2 separate regions of the Bos taurus genome follow, and region 1 is linked to region 2. Evidence: chromatin contacts called from public Hi-C data. All regions are on one chromosome and are shown on one strand. The core of a region is the stretch at or near the end of the contact, and the rest is flanking DNA. Distances in the headings are between cores, read along the strand shown. Region 1 overlaps MAP2K6 (mitogen-activated protein kinase kinase 6). Region 2 has its middle 11 kb from the start of KCNJ16.

Region 1 (5,024 bases), core at 2,325-4,824, 500 kb before region 2:
TTTCAGGTGTACAGTGAAGTGATGCAGTTTACTTGTATCTCTTTTTTTCCAATTCCTTTCCCACTTAGGTTATTACAAAATGTTGAGCCGAGTTCCCTGGGCTGTACAGCAGGCCCTTGTGGGTTGTCTGTTTTAAAGACAGCACTGTGTACATGTCCATCCCAAACTCCCAATCTCTGCCACCCGTCCTAGACGCTAATATGGAGAGCTTTGTATCCAAGACATGGGCTCAGCTTCTCGGAATATGGTTATGAGAGCAGTCTTGGCTGTTGACTGCAGGTATAGCCCCAGCACATACTAACAAACAGGCTCATTTCCTCAGGCACAGCCCTGAAGTTATACACGGTGAGAGCCTGATTTGTAACTCTGCTGATCGTAAATTTTCAGTGGATCACCGAGGTCTGGAAGGATCCATGGTGGTCCTGGTTCCTTCCCAGACACAGCAGCTGAGTAAATCCCGTGAGCTATTTCACGTCCTTGCCCAGAAGGCACGTGATCTTGTAACAGCAAGGCGGCCTTTACTCAAGTCCAAAAACCGAGCAGTCCTTTGGCCCTGTTTGTTTTCATTCCAGCGTGTGGCCAGCAGATGGCAGCAGAGGTAAGCGTCTTCGGGCGAGAAGTGCTTTTTAGACTAAACGTTTGAAAACCTGGCCCCTTTCATCCTGAAGTTGCACACTGCTGGCTCACAGTTTTATGAAGTGCCACACTGGGTTTCAGTGAGGTTATTGTTCAGTCCCTCAGTGGTGTTCGACTCTTTGTGACCCCGTGGACTGCAGCATGCCAGGCCTCCCTGTCCATCACCAGCTGGATGATTACTCAAACTCATGTTCATCAAGTCAGTGATGCTATCCAGCTGTCTCATCCTCTGTCGTCCCCTTCTCCTCCTGCCCTCAATCTTCCCCAGCGTCAGGGTCTTTCCCAGTGAGTCGGCTCTTCGCATCAGGTGGCCAAAGTACTGGAGCTTCAGCATCAGTCCTTCTGGTGAATATTCCAGGTGGATTTCCTCTTGGTGAGGGGCTGTCTCCCGGACGATGTCACCCCCAGCTCCAGGACGTGGGGGCACACCGCTAGCGAACACGGCATCGTTGGCGTCCCCTCTGCACGTTTCACCGGACTGTCCCCGTCCGGTTGCCCTCCGCCTCCTGGGATGACATGGATGCCCCAGCAGCTGCCCGGTACACAGTAGCCCAGAGTCAGCTCTCACCTCCTGTGTACCTCTCCCTTCCAGATCGAGCTGGCCATCCTCCGGTTTCCCTACGACTCGTGGGGGACTCCTTTCCAGCAGCTCAAACAGGTGGTGGAGGAGCCGTCGCCGCAGCTGCCCGCAGACAAGTTCTCCGAAGAGTTTGTTGACTTTACCTCACAGTGGTAAGAGAGCGCGTCTCCCAGAAGCCAGGGTGAAGGCGGAAGGGGTCCTCCTGACTTCCTCCATTGGTCTAATCCACGTGCCCACATCCACTCCCAGTGTTGATGGAGTGTATCCTCGTTGCTAAGCAACAAAGACGGCTCTGCCTGGTCCCCGCTGAGCTCAGAGCCACAGAGGGGAGTGTCCCAGCTCAGTCATTCTAGCCCAGGTCCAGAGGGAAACGGGCACTGGGTCTTTGGGGGGATCTCAGAGGAAAGGCCTTAGGGGAGAGTTTCTGGAGGAGATAAATCCTGAGCTGGGACCAGGTGAGGTGTGTGCCAGGGAAAAGGGAAGTGGAGGAGGAGAAGGTGTTCCAGGTGGGAGGAATCTCATGCACCCTGACACAGGCGTGGGAAACTGTTTGATGAGAGGCTGAGCCATCTGATGTGGGCCAGGGCATAAAGAGAGAGGTGGGGGACCCACTGGAGGGCTCGGGTGGGGAGGAGATATGACGCAAAGAATAAGCCTGGAGAAGACGACGGAGGCTACATTCAGAGCTTCCCTTAGGCACCTGGAAGTCTTACCAAGTGATTCTGGTGTTTTAGGCTGATTCTTAGAGAAGGCTTGCTCACTGATGGCTCTGCTTGCCCGGAAGTGGACAGTGGACAGTTCCGGCTGGGGAGGGGGCACGTCTAAGAAGGGAAAAGAAAGTTGGGGGGGAAGAGATGGAAGGAGCCATACTGATGCCGTGAGTTTGTTTTCATGGAAATTGCTGGTGGAATTGAGGAAACTAGAAGAGGGGATTGTTTTTCTCCAGAAAACCTGGTGATTTCCGTCTGCACGGGCCCCAGGGTGCCCAGCATGACTTGATACTGATGATCATTGCAAGGGATGCTGGAAAAATGATGCCATGACGGAGCGCAGGCTGTGATCCTGGGTGCTGCCGTGCAGCTGTGAGCCGGGGCAGAGGCCGTCGGAGATGCTGGAAGCCCGGCTGTGGTTGCCCAGGGGACCGGCTCTGCTCACTCGGAGCTAAGAAAGGGGCTGGCATTCCGCCTCCCGTTGGAGAGGCTAGCTTCCCCAAGGTTACCCTTCCTTGGCCTCCACGCGCTTTGGAAGAGGCATTCTGAACACAGCTTTTACTGGAAAACGTGGTAACACCAAGCAGCTGTCTGTTGCTTGTGAAGCAAAGGCCCCTTGGGTTTTTCACCAGCTCTAGGCCCGTCACCCTGGTGCTTTCCCCTAAAGACATACGAGGCCGACGTGCCGTTGTTTTTGTTTTATTCTTGGCTGAGTGGCCGGAGAGGCTGGAGTGATGGGCGGCGTGATGCTCGCCTGCTGGATGCCGCTGGATGCGTATCAGCACTTCCCCTGGGCGCCCGGGCGGTACCCCCTCTCTGCTCTCCTTGCCGGAGCCTCCAGGTGTGCTGTGCACCTGCCCGGCTGAGAGGGCTTCAGGATCGTGCCTTCTGGTTTCAAGGACCCGGTGCCTGCTGTTTGTTCCTCGTCGTCGAGGGTTTAAAGGTCACGGAGGAAAGGGATGATTTGTCTTGGATGGTTCAGACCGGTCATTCTCCAGAGGGGTGGTGAGGAGGAAGGATCTTATTTAAGGAAGCTTTTCAGACTCTCTGCTTTGTAACCTTTCTCCCACCTGGCCCTTTTCCCCAAGATTCTGGGAACTGCAGAAAACTTTGATAAGAACAAAGCTGGTGTGAAAAGCTTGAGAAAGCCAGGTGGGCTGGTGTGAATCCAGTTTAACCTAATGGTTCTCAACTCCCGTTGCCTGCTTATACAACGTGACAGACCTTTCAGGTGTGCCCCTGGGCCTCAGAGGTTCTGATTTAATTGGTCTGGGAGGGGGTGGTCCTGAATACCTGATGGGATGTTCCCACATCATTTTCCTGGAGGCCTGTCGTCAGAACCCCTGACTTATGCCTGCCATCTGCGGACGGTTGTTCTCTTCAGAAAGCTGCTTCTCTTCTACAGTTCATTGAGAAATCATTCAATTACTTTATTTATCTTTCATCAACTTTTCTTCTTACTTAGAACTTCCCCTAGAGTCAAAGTGTTAAAGCTTTTCACAGGTTTCTTTTGTTTTTTAAATGAAAGCCTTGGAGAACTGAAAGTTCCCTAATTTTCACGTTTGCACGCGTTTGTGAAAGTTGCAGCTTCCTGTGTGGCCGCTCTCTGTCAGCTGCTGGCCAGCCCCGCCCACAGGGCAGAGTGTCTTCACGCTGTTGCCAGGGCTGGCTTTGTGCGCTTCTCTTCTCTCTGTTTAGTCCCGGGAGCTGCATCCTCTGCTGCTGCGCTTTCGTCTGGGGCTTCCGCTTGGTGGTCACACTCCTCTGGTCACTGCTGGTCAGCTGACAGCTGTTGTGGTTGTTCAGTCATTCAGGCATATCTGACTCTTTGTGACCCTGTGGACTGCAGCACGCCAGGCCTCCTTGTCCTTCACCATCTCCTGGAGTTTACTCAAACTCATGTCCATTGAGTTGGTGATGCCATCCAACCATCTCATCCTCTGTCACCCCATTATCCTCCCGCCTTCAGTCCTTCCCAGCATCAGGGTCTTTTCCAGCTCTTTGCATCAGGTGGCCAAAGTACTGGAGCTTCAGCTTCAGCATCAGTTCTTCCAGTGAATATTAAGGGTTGATTTCCTTTAGGATGGACTAGTTTGATCTCCTTGAAGTCCATGGGACCCTCAAACCCTCAAGAGTATTCTCTAGCACCACAGTTTGAAAGCATCAATTCTTTGGCAGTCAGCCTTCTTTATGGTCCAGCTCTCACATCAGTACATGACTACGGGAAAACCCAGAGCTTGGGATATATGGACTTTTGTCGGCAAAGTGATGTCTCTGCTTTTTAATATGCTGCCTAGGTTTATCATAGCTAATCTCCCAAGGAGCAAACATCTTTTAGTTTTGTGGCTGCAGTCACCGTCTGCAGTGATTTTGGAGCTTAAGAAAATAAACTCTGTCACCGTTTCCACTTGTTCCCCTTCTGTTTGCCATGAAGTGATGGGACCGGATGCTGTGATCTGATTTTTGCGGTGGAGTAGGGCATTCATCTGCTATCACTCTCCAAATTATGACTTGATAGAGTCCAGGGTTCTGCTGGCATCCTTCTTTAGCAGTAACATCAGAGGGGGTGAGGGGAGGAGAGAAAACCAAAGCAAGTCAAGATGTTTATTCCATATGAACTTGAAGAAAAGCAGCAACAACAGAGATTTCCTACAAATCCTTCCTTTCTGTACTTATTTTCAAACAAGCGTTTTCTTACTCTTCCTTCCCTACACGTGGCTTTCTTTTTTTATATATAATTTCGTTTATTTATCTGTTTATTTTTATTTTTGGCTGTGCCGCGTCTTTGTTGCTGCTCGGCCTTTCCCTGGTCTCAGAGAGGGGAGCTCCTCTCCACTTGTGGCATGCGGGCTTCTCACGTGGTGGGTTCTCTTGCTGCCAACCACGGGCTCCAGGCACGTGGGCTTCAGCAGTTGCAGCTCATGGACTCAGGATTGTCTCCCGGGCTCTAGAGCACAGGCGCAGGCTTAGTTGCTCCACGCCATGTGGGATCTTCCTGGGCCAGGGATCGAACCCGTGTCCCCTGCACTGGCAGGCATATTCTTCACCACTGAGCCACCATGGACACCCACGTGGCTTTCTTATCTCAGGGCCTTTAA
Region 2 (5,394 bases), core at 150-2,649:
GCAATCTTTACAACCCCATGGACTGTAGCCCTCCAGGCTCCTCTGTCCATGGGATTCTCCAGGCACAAATACTGGAGTGGGTTGCCATCTCCTCTTCCAGGGGATCGTCCAGACCCAGGGATTGAACCCAGGTGTCCTGAATTGCAGGCGGGTTCTTTACCATCTGAGCCACCAGGGAAGCCGGCTAAATCACAAAACCCGGCTAAATCACAGCCCTACACTTGCTGTGACCCACCTCTCTCTTTCCTCTTACTTTCACTTTTAAGGGAACGGGATGCAAACACTTGGGTACTCCACACAGAACGCAGGGAGGAATCACACAGCCCAACAGCCAAGGCAGCAGGGAGGTGCTTGGCAAATTCTCTGTGAAGGCCTCCTGGGAGGGCAGAGCTTTAAAAATAAAAGTTAGTAACTGGGACGCAGTTCAGATCCAAGTGTGGGCAGAGCGCAAGCAAGGCAGCCTCCGGGGACGCTCTCCCAAGGAGACGACATCTTCCTGCAGCTGGAACACCATCGTTCGCCTGCATCGCTTCGGAAGCTTTTCTGCAGTAAGAGAAACCCCAAGTAGGAGAGAATTCGCAGGCTCCTTTTTCACGGCTATTAGTTTACTAAAGCAACTGCACGCAGTCCTCTGAGGGCGGTGTGGTTGGGTCATGAGATCTGGCCGGGGGCAAACAACATCTTGCTCCATCAGGTCGCCCCGGGTTCCTTTCCTCCGGGGATATCCAGGCTTGCGGTCTGGGATCTTTTGTGCCAAGTCGGGAGACTTAAGTCAACATGGCTGAATATTTCAAAGTTCAGTAGACTCTGAGTTGCTGAGCACCTACCAGGGAACATTTAAAGTTAAATAAATGCTTGCTGTTTGGTCTCATTGATTTATTTTATTTGCTAAATACTGCAAAGTAAAAGAACAGTGGATTTAGAGTCTGTCTGTTATCCCAAGAAAAAGCCTCTGGACTGAGATTGAGAGGCTTCTCAATAATTAAGGTAACCCGAGCTGGGTGATCTCTGCTGTCAGGCTCTTGATGGAAGCCCTGGAGAGTCTGCTGGCCGCAGAGAGACAGGTTAATCATTTAAAGTTTTCAGCAAGCCCGGTGGATGAAAACCCAAACAGATAGATTAAGTCTTGCTAAATTACGCAGCCAAAGAATGCTTTTCCCTCTGTTCTCTCATTTACCGCTGGGGCCTATAAAAGCTTCTTAATCATGAGCTAAGTAACTTGAACTTGAAACACAAACAGTCCCCAGAGGTTCAGACCCTGCGAAAACGTCTTTACAGAGACTGATCAGAAAGCTTCCAATTTCCACATAAAATACTTGAGTCACATGCGCTGCACACTGTGGTTCAAGGCTCTTTATTTGAATTAGAAGCACATGTTGGAGATCAATTATTTACTATGCACTGTGCTGCCCGTTGATTGCATCTGATACCAGCTAGCCTGGGAAGGCAGGCTGGCCACGGGGCAGGGTTAAGGCAAGAGGGGAGCGTCTGCCAGTCGCTGCCGATTCCAGATTCAAGGGCTTCTAAAATACTAGAGGGACCTCAGCTCATCGGGTCAGAATCCATCTTTTGTAGGAGGAAAAGTTAAGTTCTCTTATAGAGACGAAACCATGGAAGTGCAGCAGAAAAAAACCCCACAAATACCGAGGACCAGCGCTCTCCATAATCCTCAGAGGCGATGGTTGGTCCTGATGCTGCGGGAGGTTGAGACATTTCCTTTGTGTAATCATTCAACCGGAAAAGCAATCCCTTTGATATCTCTGTTAAATATTGATGTTGCTGTTAAGTCATATCCAACTCTTTGTGACCCCACACACTGTAGCCCACCAGGTTCCTGCATCCACGGGATTCTCCAGGCAAGAAGACTGGAGTGGATTGCCATTTCTTCCTCCAGGGGATCTTCCCAACCCAGGGATCCGACAATGCAGGGCTCCTGCATTGCAGGCGGATTCTTCACCATCTGAGCCACCAGGGAAGCCCCCAGTGTCTGAAAGTGAACTATTATAACCCAGATAAGCCTCTGTGAATTGAACTTGGAGAAACTCGGTCTGTGATGGGCTGGTGGGCCCCGGGAATGTGCAGAGCCCCCAGGGGACTGGCAACCAAACTTCGGGTGCCAGGCAGGTGTTCTCTAAGCTGTGACATCCTGTGTGGGGGATCATGGACTTTCAATCAGATGGACGTGGGCTCAGAGTCCAGGTGTGAACTTGGGCAACTCCCTCTTTGTCGCTGAGCCTCCCTTTCTCCGTGAGTATAAATAGAGGTGATGCTACTACCTTGGAATTTATCAGGATCCTCACACACACATACCCTGCTAAAGTCTTCACATGTATACGTGTGTGTGTGCTTGTGTTCAAAGATACACACATGCACACAACTCTGTGGCTTATAGGAGTTGCTCAGTCAACGGCTACTCTCTGTTTTTCTCCACATGGATCCATCACAGGAGCATGTTTCAAATGCACTTGGAAGTGAAAGCTTTGTTGGCTGTAAGATTATGCTGTTTTAGTAAGGATCACAAAATAATATATTTTTTTCCTAAATATACATGTTTTCATCGTGACGTGTAGGTTGATGGCTGAGGTCAACTTCCTAAACGTGTTATCTTCCCGCTCCCCAGAGTAATTGATTTTAGTCCCGTCACTGTCACTAAACAAAGCTGTGCAGTTTAGGGAGTTACTCAGCCTCCCTGGTTCACTGTTTCCAAACGTTTCTGGTTTGCAGTTTGCTTTATATTTTTTCTTCATTCTCTGAAACCACAAAATATGATGATTGCCCCCTCACTCTATACTTTTACCCTTGATTTTTGTTTGTTTGTTTGTTTCTTGTTTTTTTTTATGCTTTTTTCATTGATGTGTGTATTTGACTATAATTATTTCTATTTTATAATTGCTGAACTATCTCAGTTTAAAAATTGAGAAAAATTCCTGATTCATGTTATTTTCTGCTTCTTTTCAAATCTTTCCTTAATGAATAGCTAACTATGATGTAATTGAATATTTTTCATGATAATCAATCAATAATTCATTAACAATAGTAATATCTATTGAACTTAGTTTCCAGATCCCACATTACTGTACTTTTTAAAACTGGATTTACTTGAAATGATAAAAGTTCAGGCATTTAAAATGACACTTCTGATTCCATTTAAAAAATGAAATATTGCTTTTGCAATTACAAAGGCCAGAAGTGAGTAGTGGTATAAAAAACGTAGTCACTAAAACAGAGCACTATGATTCTGATGAGGGCAACCTGAGTTTATAACTAACAAAGGGCATCAAAAATGCTACTAAGTTTCGAGACGCTAAATGCTAGATTGACGGAAGCTGGGGACAATGTTCCCCAAGGAGGCTATTGGCCCTTTGTTTATTATTAAGAGGTGCATCTGCAGATCGGTGACTTGTGCAGTGAATGACTTGAGCAGCTGCACCTGGCCAGCCTGAGTTTCATTTCCCTGTGGGAATAATATGCTCCCAATGAGTACGTAACTGCCTACGGTTGCCCTGCCTCGATTCCCAGACCCCAGTCGTCTTCTGGTCCCTGAGCTCTGAGGAGAGATGGTCTAATCTCAGCACCAATCATAAAATCAAGGGACAGCATATTGCAGTGTTTTGGAGTTTCTTTCCAGTATTCCATCTGGCATGGAACCCAGAGAGCGAGCAGTTTGTGAAGAGCAAACCTGGACCCAACTGTAAACCAAAGTTTCCAAAATGGCTTTTTCATTCTTATAAATAAATATCAGAGTAGTCATGGAAGACTAAAGCCTTGACAGCTGCCTCAGATTCATCCAACAGTACAAAGCATGGTTTATCCATCTCCAGAAATGTAACTTGCTATTATCTAAGCTTTTCTTGTTGTTGTTTTTACTTCTTTTTTGTTTTTACTTTTATTTATTCGTTTATGTTTGGCCGTGCTGGGTCTTAGTTGCTCCACGGGCTTTTCTCTAGCTGTGATGAGAGGGGGCTCCTCTCTAGTTGCGGTGGTGGGCTTCTTGCTGCGGGGGCCCCTCTTGTTGCGGAGCGCGGGCTCTGGGGGCGCTCAGGCTTCAGTACTTGTGGCACGTGGGCTCAGTACTTTGGCTCCCGGGCTCACGAGCACAGGCTCAGTACTTACGGCGCACAAGCTCGGTTGGTCCGTGGCATGTGCGATCTTCCCAGATCAGGGACCGAATCCCGGTCCCCTGAATTGGCAGGCGGAGTCTTGACCGCTGAGCTGCCAGGGAAACCCAGCTGTCTCAATCAACGAAGGATCTGCACGCCCACTTGTGCAAACTGGGGACGCCTAGGGTTGGGGACTGGAAGAAAGCAAAATATCAAAGATTGTGGCAGGCAGAGGGAAGAAGGGTAAAAACAGAGACAAAAGCTCCGTCTCGTTCCCCGGAGGCTAGGGCTATGTGTTGGTCTTGAGGCGCATCATAATGATAATGATAACTGCAGGGTTAATAACAGCAATTATGTCAGAGCCTCCAGTAATTGCCGCCTACCAGGAGGCTGAGGGTTTTTGGTCCCCACTGCGCCACCTTGTGGTGACAAGAGAACACTTGCTTTTTTCCATGAAGGAAATCCATTGCGCTTTTATCCCCCCCCACAGCCAAGAGATGATATTTGGAAGCATAGCGTGGGAAGTACGTTGCCAATGAAGCCTAGAAACAAAACCTCATGGGCATCATTCAAGTCAAACATCGCACAGGCGTAAAAGGAACAAATTTAACAATGGTCTAAGGATGAGTTCCACGGGCCAGGTTTCCCCTCTGCTATCTGGACATGGATTTTACAAACAGTAGATGAAATCAGGTTCATTTAGATGTCATTCTCAATTTACGAATATAGACATGGAAGTCTGGGTCATCTCCACTGAGAATCTAACAAATAATTTAGCAATATATTTATAGCATGAGACAGTAGCCAGCCATTTAGGGATCAATGACCAATGCTGTATTAGCATACCTGGAAACATCTTAAGAAACTCGGTTCTAATAACACGAGTACAGATTTGCTTTTATAAATATATATATTATCAGAGATTTCTGTGTAAATAGAGATCTCATCTCGTACTTTTTATGCATTTCAAAGAGTTGTGATATTGATTTAAAGGATTTTTCCGTTTTCTGAATTCCATGTGTGGCCGCATCCAGATGTGAGAAATAGAACAATTGAGCACTGGTCACCTTCTCACACAGCGACTGAGTAATGTATCTTGTCTTCAGTTCAGACGTGGACTGGCCACGGTTTCTCGTTGTTAGCGCTTGTTTCAAGCATATAGTGTCTTATCAGGGATGAAGGGAGCAGAGCGAAGTGAAGCTCCAGCAATCCTCTCACCATAAACAGCGTGTGTGGAGAGTGAGAGAGCAGAACAGGCTCTCATAGAATCTACAGGTGTGGAATGGAGTGGAGT

Evidence for each region. A called contact is a pair of places that touch in the nucleus more often than the background predicts.
Region 1: a contact with region 2 is called in a Hi-C map of liver, with 2.8 times the contacts expected there. The contact joins two enhancer-like sites. A contact is called at or near these places in 2 of 11 Hi-C or Micro-C datasets (blood and liver).

The regions. Positions count from the first base shown.
Region 1 is chr19:61,139,576-61,144,599 of ARS-UCD2.0, reverse strand. MAP2K6 (mitogen-activated protein kinase kinase 6) reads left to right here. Exons shown (of 12, transcript NM_001034045.1): 10 at 1,229-1,368. Among named protein-coding and RNA genes, the nearest start is that of MAP2K6, 95 kb to the left of the region's middle. Within about 2 kb of position 3,574, at least 15 of the 102 cell types and tissues checked have an H3K27ac peak or open chromatin away from gene starts, as enhancers often do. A contact at or near this core is called in liver, where this site is marked.
Region 2 is chr19:60,638,851-60,644,244 of ARS-UCD2.0, reverse strand. No RefSeq gene overlaps it. Among named protein-coding and RNA genes, the nearest start is that of KCNJ16, 11 kb to the left of the region's middle. Within about 2 kb of position 1,399, at least 18 of the 102 cell types and tissues checked have an H3K27ac peak or open chromatin away from gene starts, as enhancers often do. A contact at or near this core is called in liver, where this site is marked.